2 separate regions of the Mus musculus genome follow, and region 2 is linked to region 1. The links are chromatin contacts, called in public Micro-C maps. All regions are on one chromosome and are shown on one strand. Each heading gives the region's core, a stretch centred on a gene start, on an enhancer-like site or on the middle of the called end of the contact. The rest is flanking DNA. Distances are from core to core; before and after follow the strand shown.

Evidence for each region. Hi-C and Micro-C count contacts between places; a contact is called where the count stands out from the background.
Region 2: a Micro-C map of trophoblast stem cells shows a contact between it and region 1, with 2.9 times the contacts expected there. The contact joins the promoter of Plac1 here to the enhancer-like site in region 1. A contact is called at or near these places in 4 of 39 promoter capture datasets (the HPC-7 cell line, cranial neural crest, pre-B cells and 1 more), 4 of 484 Hi-C or Micro-C datasets (the C10 cell line, the G1E-ER4 cell line, the N1E-115 cell line and 1 more) and 3 of 9 other capture datasets (adipose tissue, embryonic stem cells and liver).

Annotation. Positions count from the first base shown.
Region 1 is chrX:53,029,850-53,034,794 of GRCm38.p6, forward strand. No RefSeq gene overlaps it. Among named protein-coding and RNA genes, the nearest start is that of Mir450b, 16 kb to the right of the region's middle. Within about 2 kb of position 2,977, at least 4 of the 459 cell types and tissues checked have an H3K27ac peak or open chromatin away from gene starts, as enhancers often do. A contact at or near this core is called in the HPC-7 cell line and trophoblast stem cells, where this site is marked.
Region 2 is chrX:53,111,220-53,116,629 of GRCm38.p6, forward strand. Plac1 (placental specific protein 1) reads right to left here and starts at 3,186. Exons shown (of 3, transcript NM_019538.5): 1 at 3,076-3,186. All of the region lies in intron 1 of Gm35988 (a long non-coding RNA gene), which reads left to right.

The DNA of each region.
Region 1 (4,945 bases), core at 1,727-4,226:
AACTTTTACTTTGCATACATAGTGTATGTAGTGTGTGTGTGTGTGTGTGTGTGTGTGTGTTTGTGCTTGTTGAGGACAGAAGTTGTCATTTGATGGTTTCCTCAATCTTCATTTTATTTACTGAATTGGAGTTCCTTACTAAGCCTGGAGCTTGCTGATGATCTAGCTAGTCTAGCTCTACCCAGCTTGCCCTTGAATCCATCTCACCTCCAGGGTGAGTGTTGGAATTACATTTGGGCCCCAATGCTACCAGTTTTTCTTTCTTTCTTTTTAAAATGTAAGATCTAGGGATCCTAACTCTGATCTTCACTTTTCTTCTTTCTCCACTGAGCCCTCCCTGGAACTTACTGCTCTCCATTTTCCCACCAGCCCTTGTGATCTCTTGTCACCTGTCTCTCTCTTTTTGGAACACAGGACATTACAGACTCACCTGTATTGTCCTTTCCCTGGTCTAGACTCAGGCATTTTCTGATGAGCCCTGGTTCCTTTAAAAGGAAATGGAATTAGAATTGAAGATCTGGGCACTGGGGATGCTCATTGCTGTTGGAATGTCATTGGTTGTAGGGTCTCTCAGGGGACAGTGCCAGGTAAAACAAACAGTCATACTAATCCTTTCTGTCATATGTCAAAATCTGTTTCTGTGTTTGTCTAGGTACAGGTTAAAGTAAACACACATCTACCCTGCTCCACGCTAGGGTAAATTAATAAACAAGTTTCATTCTAGTTTCCCCTCTTTTCTAAAAACTCTATTTTTCTTTAAGCAATTTTTATTTGTGTGTATGATGTGTGGAGGGTACATTTGTGCCACAGCATGTGTGAGGAAGTCAGAGGATCACTGTGAAGCAGATCCTCTCCCACTGTTATGTGGGTATTGATGATTAAACTCAGGTTGTCAGGGTTACACAGCTAGCTCTTTACCCACTGAGAATCTTGGCAGCTCCTCTTTCCTTATTTTCAATTTGTTTCTTCAACAGTGAGAGCTATGATTCTTGGTATATACTCTATTCCCTCATTTACTTTACCTTAGTATCATGAAATTACACATACTGGTAACAAGCTGACTAGACAGTTATGCATGTATAGATCTTTTATTCCTAAATCTTTTGGTACCCAATCAAAACTTCATGTTTTCCATAACCACTTAGTTATTTTCTTCTCCCCCAATTTGAATATCACTGTGTTATTTGTAGCAGTTTGCTTGGCTGGAGTTTATATCCTATTATGCCCTCATTTACCATTCTGTAATTTTAATTCCTATTAGGACAAACCCAAACAAGTCAGAGCCATACAGAAAGGTCTAGTCAAAGGAACTTGGTTGTGTGTCAACTGTTTTCAAAGAACTTGATACTCTCCTCATGTCTCATTTGCCAGAGTGGATGTTCAAGCTTATATTTTTAAAATATGTGCCATATCTACTATCTATCTATCTATCTATCTATCTATCTATCTATCTATCTATCTATCATCTATCTATCTATCTTGAGACACAGTCTTACTCTGTAGTCTTGGCTAGCCTGGAACTTGTAGCTTGTAACTAATTGGCTATGTAGACCAGGCTGGCCTCAAACACCTAGAGATCCATCTTCCTCTGCCTCCTGAGTTCTGGGATTAAAGGTCTGTGCCACCATGACAAGCCTTAAAATTAACTTTTAATTTTTATTGTGGGACAGCTCCATACATGTCTATAATAAACTTAGAGCTTTTTCTCCCCCAGTGCTCTATATTTATCCTCCTTCCTTCTCCTGAGAGTCTTCTTGTTGGTCTAATGAGAGGCTCTTGCTACCAAGCCTGAGGACCTGAAGTCAGTCCCTGGGCCTGACGTGGCGGAAGGAAAGAACTGATTCTCAAGAGTTGTCCTCTGACCTCCACGTGGGTGCTGTGGCGTGATCACACTGGAACACACACACACACACCACTACAACCAAACAATGAATGAATACATAACATAAAAAGGAATCTTCAGGTTCTAACAAATTTTTCCTCGTAATTCTCATATGGATTTTTAAAGCCCTCTTCTGAGTCATCTCCCTCAGAATACATTAAACCTTTCCAGGTTTTGATAAGGCTGGAAGACTCGGAGACTCGGACGTGGGAAACATCTAGGAATACCTGCTGTGGTCTCTAGTGTTGAAAAAGTAAAGTTTTGTGCTTGTTGAGAGAAAAAAATAGAGATCACGGAGAAAGTTTTAGGTGGTCTTTTGGGTTTTTTTTTTTGGCATTCTGGTTTTTTTAGGGGCTAGTGTAGCCTAGGATTGTCTCAAAAGCTTTACAGACTTGAGTGTGGCCTTGAAATACTGATCCTCTTACCTCAAAAGTGCTACGGAGTACTTGGGAAACCTGCTTCCTTACAGTCAGTCCCCAGAACTCACAGAGAGAAGCCAGGCTTGTGTGGAGCTCAGTTGGTAGAGTGCAGGCTGATGGTGCACAAGGCCCTGGCTTTAGTCACCCACCAGTCCCCACATTTTTTTTAATTTCTTTTTTTAAAAATGTTTTTTATTATTACGTATTTTCCTCAATTACATTTAGAATGCTATCCCAAAAGTCCCCCATTCCCTCCCCCCGACTTCCCTACCCACCCATTCCCACTTTTTGGCCCTGGCATTCCCCTGTACTGGGGCATATAAAATTTGCGTGTCCAATGGGCCTCTCTTTCCAGTGATGGCTGACTAGGCCATCTTTTGATACATATGCAGCTAGAGTCAAGAGCTGCGGGGTACTGGTTAGTTCATAATGTTGTTGCACCTACAGGGTTGCAGATCTCAGTCCCCACATTTTGTAAGGTGAAAACCAACACCTGTAAGTTGTCCTCTGACCTCCGAACACTCACTATTAATTGGGAATTTCTCCCACCCAGTAAATAGATAGAACACCGTTGTCTTCGATATAATAGTTTCACAATTGAATACTACGTGAGCTCTTAACCATTTTACCTGCTTTCAGAAAACCAGAGCACTGATGAGTCAGACCTCTGGGAATTGTGACGTGTGTATTCCTGTCACCTGCTTCTGCCGCGTGGCTTCTTTCCTAAAGCCAGTTGCCCCTGGCTGTCCATCTGCTCAGACTCGAAAACAGCTTTTTTTTTTTTTTGTTCCGCATACCATTTTCCCCTGATTTTAAGTAGTTCGATTTTTGAGCTGGGCATGTTGAGTTTGAGTCTACCTTGGGCTGTATAGAGAGCCTGTTTCCAAAAAAACAAAAAAAACAAACAAAAAAAAAAAAAACAAGTTATGCCTCTTTATACAGGGAGTCTGGGTAAATAAAAGATCTTTTAAAATTAGAAAAATACAAACTAGAGATAAGTTACAACCATCAAGTCTTTCTGTGCTTTATGTAGTACTAAGAATCTTTGCTTAGTTGGTTGTTTATGTTTGGTTTGATTTGGTTTTTAGTTTTTGGTTTTTGGTTTTCAATACAGGGTTTCTCTGTGTAGCCCTGACTGTCCTAGAACTCACTCCGTAGACCAGGCTGGCCTCAAACTCAGAGGGATCCGCCTGCCCCTGCCTCCTGAGTGTAAACTATACCTTTTCTTACTGCCTCCTCACGGGTCTTGCTCTGTTCCCCACATCCTTCCTGCTCCAGACAGCACCGCCCCTCTACGTTTTCACCTTCCTCTCTGTTCATAGTTCTTGGGTACAAAGAGAGGGAAAGAAGAACTCAATTTAATCTAGAAGAAGCACAGTGTGTGATACACTGTTTTGGAAAACAAACAAAAAAAGGTTTAGTAGTTGTACTGGCTAGTTTTGTGTCAACTTGACACATCTGGAGTTATCACAGAGAAAGGAGCTTCAGTTGAGGAAATGCCTCCATGAGATCCAACTGTAAGGCATTTTCTCAATTAGTGATCAAGGGGTAAAGGCCCCTTGTGGGTGAGACCATCTCTGGGCTGGTAGTCTTGGGGTCTATAAGAGAACAGGCTGAGCAAGCCAGGGGAGGCAAGCCAGTAAGGAACATCCCTCCATGGCCTCTGCATCAGCTTCTGCTTCCTGACCTGCCTGAGTTCCAGTCCTGACTTCCTTTGGTGATGAACAGCAGTATGGAAGTGTAAGCTGAATAAACCCTTTCCTCCCCAACTTGCTTCTTGGTCATGATGTTTGTGTGGGAATAGAACCCCTGACTAAGACAGTAGCATACTTAAAAAGAAAATTAAGTTTGTAAATAAAATGCAGCCATCTAAAATTATATTTATGTTTGGTGATGGTGGTGCACTCCTTTAATCCCAGCACTCTGGAGGCAGAGGCAGGCACATCTCTGTTAGTTCAAGGCCAGTCTGGTCAACAGAGCGAGTTCCAAGATGACCGAAGCTACACAGAGAAATCCTGTCTTGAATAACAAAAAGAAAAGAAGAAAGAAACAATGAATGAAAGAAAGAAAGAAGAAAGGAAGGGAAGAAGGAAGGAAGGAAGAAAAAAATAAAAGAAGAAAGAGAAAAAAAAGAAATATTTGTGGGGCTAGAAACATGGCTCGTCTTACCACTAAGCCAGCCCACCAGTGTTGGATCCCTGGAAGGAAGGAAGGAAGAAAGGAAGGGATCAACTCCTGCAATTTGTCCTCTTACCTCCACACTACTTAGCACCCAATCCACAGATAAACAAACAAACAAACAAACAAGCAAACAAAATAGTGTTTCTGAAGACTATGTAGTAATTATTTTATAACTCCTCTCTAGTTTTGACTGCCTACTCTTCCAAAGATTTCATGCATACCAACCTGAATTCTGACAAAAGGCCTGTGTAGACTGTAACATGAGGGAACTGAGCCTCCTCCAGCTGTGTGCCCTAGAGAAGCAGCCAGCCTCCATGTCTCTATGCAGCCCACTTGTAAGAACAAGGCTCCAACTAGCAATTCTCTCCCCAGGGCCTCTACTTTCCATTGGCACAGGACCTGATAGATGTGTACAATAAATGACTACCTAGTACCCACTAGAAAACTGGGTGTCCTGAAAATT
Region 2 (5,410 bases), core at 1,936-4,435, 82 kb after region 1:
ATGCCTGGGTTTATTTCTGGGCTCCCTATTCTTTTTCATTGCTCTCCATGTATGTGGTTTTATGCCAGTACTCTACTGTTTTGGTCACTATAGTTTTGCCATATATTTTGAAATTAGAAAGTTCCATGGCTCAACCTCACTTTTCTTTCTTTGGATTGTATGGGCTTTTTGCATGTTTTGATTCTACAGATGTTTTAGATTTTTTTTCTATTTCAGTAAAAAAAAATGCTACTGGAATTTTGATGAAGATTGCATCTAATCTGAATATCCCTTGGGTATTATGGAAATTTTATGACCACGGGAGGGATTTGCATCTACGAATGCTTCTATGTCTTGCATTAACATTTTATAATTTTCACGGCTAGATCTCTTACTTCCTTGGTAAGTGTCTTCTCCCACAGCTTCTCTGCTTCTCTCACATGGCTGTTTGGTTTGAGGATGGAGCAGCAGCAGTGTAGGAACCCCTTTGGACATGTGTTGTTGTGGGTAAAGCGCCCGTGAGAGGTTTTGAGCTGATTTGACCAATACAATTGTTCTAGTCTTCTATAAACACAGCCTAAATCCCCGAATGATAGAACTTCTGGGTTCAGGGGTCAAACCGCAGGCCCACTGGAACAGAGGACAATTGAGCAGGCCAGACTCCATAGTTTGATAATGTGACAAAGGTCCAACGGTTTCTGTTCTCATGCTCATGAGCATGGTCCCAGACCAGGAAGTAACTCCCACGCAGATGTAGCTAGCCCCTCAGAGAAAAAGCTTTGGGCCTTCTTAGTGATTTGCCTACGTCAGAAAGATACTATTGGCGCCTGTAGCATTATCTCACTTACTAACTCCACAGCAACCCTGCTATTATCCCTATCTGTCAGATGAAGAAATTGAGGTTTCAAGAGATTAAGTCACTTGCCCCAGGTCACACAGCTGCGTGTTTCTAAAGTTCAGTCTTAGTAATAAGGGTCTGCCTTAGAAAGGACATCTGGCGTTGGGAGCCAAGGACTTCAATTTTTTTTTTTTTATCTAATTCCTCATTCCAGTCTGCCTGGATCATCGAACTCCTAGGAGCTGGGTTCTAACCCTCTCTGACCTCGGAGTCAGTTCCTTTACTAATGGAAGCATGGCTATCACTGTACAAAAGGGACAAGGGAAGAACAGGGTTCTTGCCCAGGTATTAATCCTACAGGGACAGCAGAAGGAAGTGAAGCAGCCCTTGCAATAGAGAGAAACAAGGCTGTCTTCTGAATAAATAGCAATTGATTCATAAACACAATTCCACTTCGACTCCTTTTAAGACAATGGTTATTAACTTTTTCAAGTATGGACCTTTTGGGAATTTGAGGAAAGTTGTGGACCTGTTGGAGGAGGAATAGCTAACCACAAACCCCCAATTTTGCACATAGTTTCAGAGAAATTTATTGAGCATCTTGTATGCTCTCCAAGAGTAACAGACCCCAGGTTAAGAACTCTAGCTTTAAATAAACTCACTTCTATGTCTTAAAATGTAATAAATCAGAAAACAATGACTTTTAAATAACAAGGCAACCTAGGGCACAAACCGCAGGTTTTGCTTTATCAAGCTTTTGTTTTAGATGTCTAACTGCTTGCATGAGCTACATATACATTCACATCTCCTATTCCTCTAGTTCTCTGTGAAAGACGTAGATGACCACTCCAAGGACTGACCAGAAGACAAAAAGAGAACCTGTGCATAGGGCGGAAGTACATTTCTTTTGTTACTAGGGGTTGGGCAGCCATTTAGTAGACAGTAATGACTTCGTTGGATAGAGACTGGGTTATGTGACTTTAATAGACCAAGCAAGCACCTGAGGACAAATGCTCTAATCCCTGTGTAAAAGCAGTACAGAAGGGACCACAAATGTGTCCCTACTAAGCAATCCCTGGCTTCATAAGAGGCCAGGGACCTGATAGGGGCAGACTCAGTATATATTGGCTCACTCACCTATGTTTGCAGTCAGCCTTCTTAAATTAGCCAGCCCATGTTATTCCAAATAGCAACTGTTAGTTCCTTGCCCTGTAGAGGCCCCATTGTTCTTTTACACAAATATTAGATAATCCAAACCCAAGCCATTCTGAGACCATTTCCCCCTGGCCTCTTGTGTTGTGAGTAGACAAGCTCTTACTGTAATCATTACTAGAATTGGTATTTACCACCTGATATTTCTTCTCCTAATCTCCTTCCAGTGTTTAAGTTGTCACATAAACAGTCACAAAGCACAGATCGGATGCAAATGTTCTAGAGCACTTTCCTCTTTACAGATTTTTACTTGAAAGAAAGAAGACTGCGGTATGGTGGAAAGCACACTGCACCCAGGGCCCTTGGTCCACCACGCACTGCTCCACACCTCTCTAAGCCTCATTTGCCAGTATTAGACAGCTGCTTAAAGCTGAGCTCTGAAGGGCACATTTCCATGAGCTCAGGAAACTGAGGCAGGACCATGAGGCTGGGAAACTGAGGCAGGACCACGTGCTCCACGGGGAGTGCTAGGCCACCCTGGATAGCACCATGAGATCGCGTATCAATCCCCCTGCTGGAAAGGACACTTACAGTTCCTCTTCCGGACAGGTGCCACAGAAGACTCACCCAAGGGGGCGACCCCACAGATCATGCATCAACCAGTAAGCTTTAGAACACATGCGAACTCAAGAACCGCGACTTCACCTAAGCTTTACACAGTCCCAGGGGCCACACAAATCCTCATTGTTCTGTCGTGTATTCATTTACTCTCTTGCTCCCTCTCCCTCTTGCTTACTCAGGAAAAAAAAAAAAAAAAAACCCAAACCACATGCATCAAGGCCATACAGGGAGTACCAGGTACTGCAAGCAGCTTGTGAACCTTTTCTCTTGTGTGTAGAGTTAGAGGCAGACTTAGCAAAGTAAAGAACACTTCAAAGCACATACTGCTGTGTAGCAAGGAACCAGACTAGTCCCCTCTCCCCATCTCCTTTCTTCCCCTCTCCTTTCTCTCTTCTCCTTCTCCCCAGGCTACTTTTTTTATTGCTCTATGTTGATTGTCCCCAAAACACGCCCCACCCCCATTGAAACAAGAAGTTGTTACTCACTTAAAAAAAGAAATCTTGGGCTGAGAATTCTGTTAGTTCTGTTCTCTCCGTGTGGAGCACGAGGGAAGGGGTAGCGAGAAGATGAGGCAGGTCCCTTAGCCTTCAATCTTCGATTCCTGAACTCTCCAGTTCTATATATGCCTTCCAGGAGTATGCTCGCCCTCTCCTTTTTCCCGCCCCCTTTCCCAACTCTCAAGCTGCAAAGCGAACCTGTGGCGCCCAAATGCACCAGGTGTCTCCAACCTCCTAATTGAGCAAGGCAGGCTCCCTCTTAGCCAAGAGTCTTGAAATATTTATTCAAATTTTGGACTCACTGGATTAATGCCTTAAGCTGGTGAGCAATCCCACTGGAGGTCAATGTGCCTGTCCTAAAGTTGTCCAATGTCTGTGTGGGATTCGGACCTGAACATTGATAACATCACTCCAGGTTGCGAATCCCCAGAGTGCACCCTGGAGAGAGAAGCCAGCTGACATTGTTTGCAGATCGCTCACCGTAATGATTCAAGGTGGGCTCAGAACTGCAACTGCCTTGAGATAAAGCAGACCAGCTCCAGTTCACCCCTGGGGGGGAAGGCCTCTGAGCAGGCAGGCGATTGTGCAAAGCCCCTTCAGTCAGGGGAGACATCGGCTCCTCTCTGCCTTGGTCTCTACCAGTTGGCAGATGGAGCCCTGTGCAAATGCTGGCCAGACCAAAATGGTGCCGAGTCAAGCCACGAGATTGTTTAGAAAGAAAGAAAGGAAACATCTGCAAATGTTGCCTTGGTGCAGCGCAGGGACAGCCTGCTGCTTTTCCTCACAGGCCCACAGTGGGCTAGCTCCTGACTGATCAGAAAGGTTCCCCTGAAACAAATGCATCTGAAAGATATTTTCCATCCCCCCACAGGAAATTCTTGTGTTTAGTCATCCTTACTACATGGGCTGAGTCAGCATGCTGGGCTTTAACCAGAGCTGCTTTCCAATGGTAAGTTAAAAAGACCAGTTAGTTAAGTGAGGAGTACTTTGGCTGAAACGCTTTGACAGCCGGAGCTCCCAAATCGGACGGATAAACTAGAGGAATTGCAATTTGGGCACTGCTCAATACCTTTCCAGTCCTTCTGGGTGGGCCTCAATTACTTTTTAGTATGTTTGTGCTACAGAGCATTCCAAAATGAGTAGAGACCGCGGTCTGTGTACCTTTAAGAGACCACTCTGGTGCTGCGGTATGATCTTTGGCTTAGTCTTTAAATCCTGGCTTTGTCAATAATTTGCTATAGGACGATAGGGCAATTGTCCCCTCTCTCCAGGTTTTAGATTCACATCTTTAAATCGGAGGCTAGGATAAGATCATTTCTAAAGGTTCTTCCTGCTCTGGTGGCCATCTGTGTGGGGCAGATGGCTAGCTACTCTTTCCCCTAGTTTACCTAGGAAACCGCTGCAGAACCGGTTTTGGGAATCTCCCTCAGCATTTTTCCCACCTGTGTTGAAACATCTTCCCTGGGTCTGACCATGGTCTTTTTTTCTTTCCAACTTCCCTAGACAGGGAGAACCCCCAGGGAACGTTCTTTTCTAGAAACTACTTCTGCAACTAAGAGTTTCAAGCCTGCATTCTGTTAAATCCTCTGCAAATGTGGGAGACAATTACTTATGGCTCAGGTTTCAATGGCCACACTTTCTCCCCTCATCTGAGAGAATTTTCTGTTCTTTTGGTCACTGGCAGTGACTCACAGACTTAATGTCAGCTCACAGGGAAAAGGAAACTCGCGTATTCCAGAAGCACACACACGCTGTCTGCGACCACAGAGTTGTCCAAGGCCACTGAGACTCTTAAAAGGGGCACAGAGCTGTGTAATGTAACCTTACAAATTCTGCTGTCCATCTCTGGACACAGGAGGCCAAGGGTCAAAATAAGAAGACACTGTTGGAACATTACTGGATGCACATCACACAATGTTGTAAGCTCATCACTCGCTCCTCTGATATTTAACCCCACTACTCTACTGTGCTATGACTACTTCCTATTTTACAGACTTGGAAACTGAGGGGTATAGGGTGGTAGATGAACTTCCTCTAGGTGAAACAGGTAGTAAACGGAGGAGCTGGAGTCACGGTCTAGAGCAGCTGACTCCTGGATGTGTGCTGTCACCTAACTCTGCCTCTGAGCAGGTCTGGTTTGAGTGAAGATGGTACTGACGAGGTTCTCTGCCCCACCTGCCTCTCTTGTCCAGATCTGGTGCCTACCTTTATTTCTATGGTATTCTAGACCCCTTCCACAGAGAAGAAAAAAAAAAAAGCCTTCCCCCTGCTGATCTGCAATGTGTTCACTTTATGGTCCAGGAATGAGTCGTGTTTTCCTATT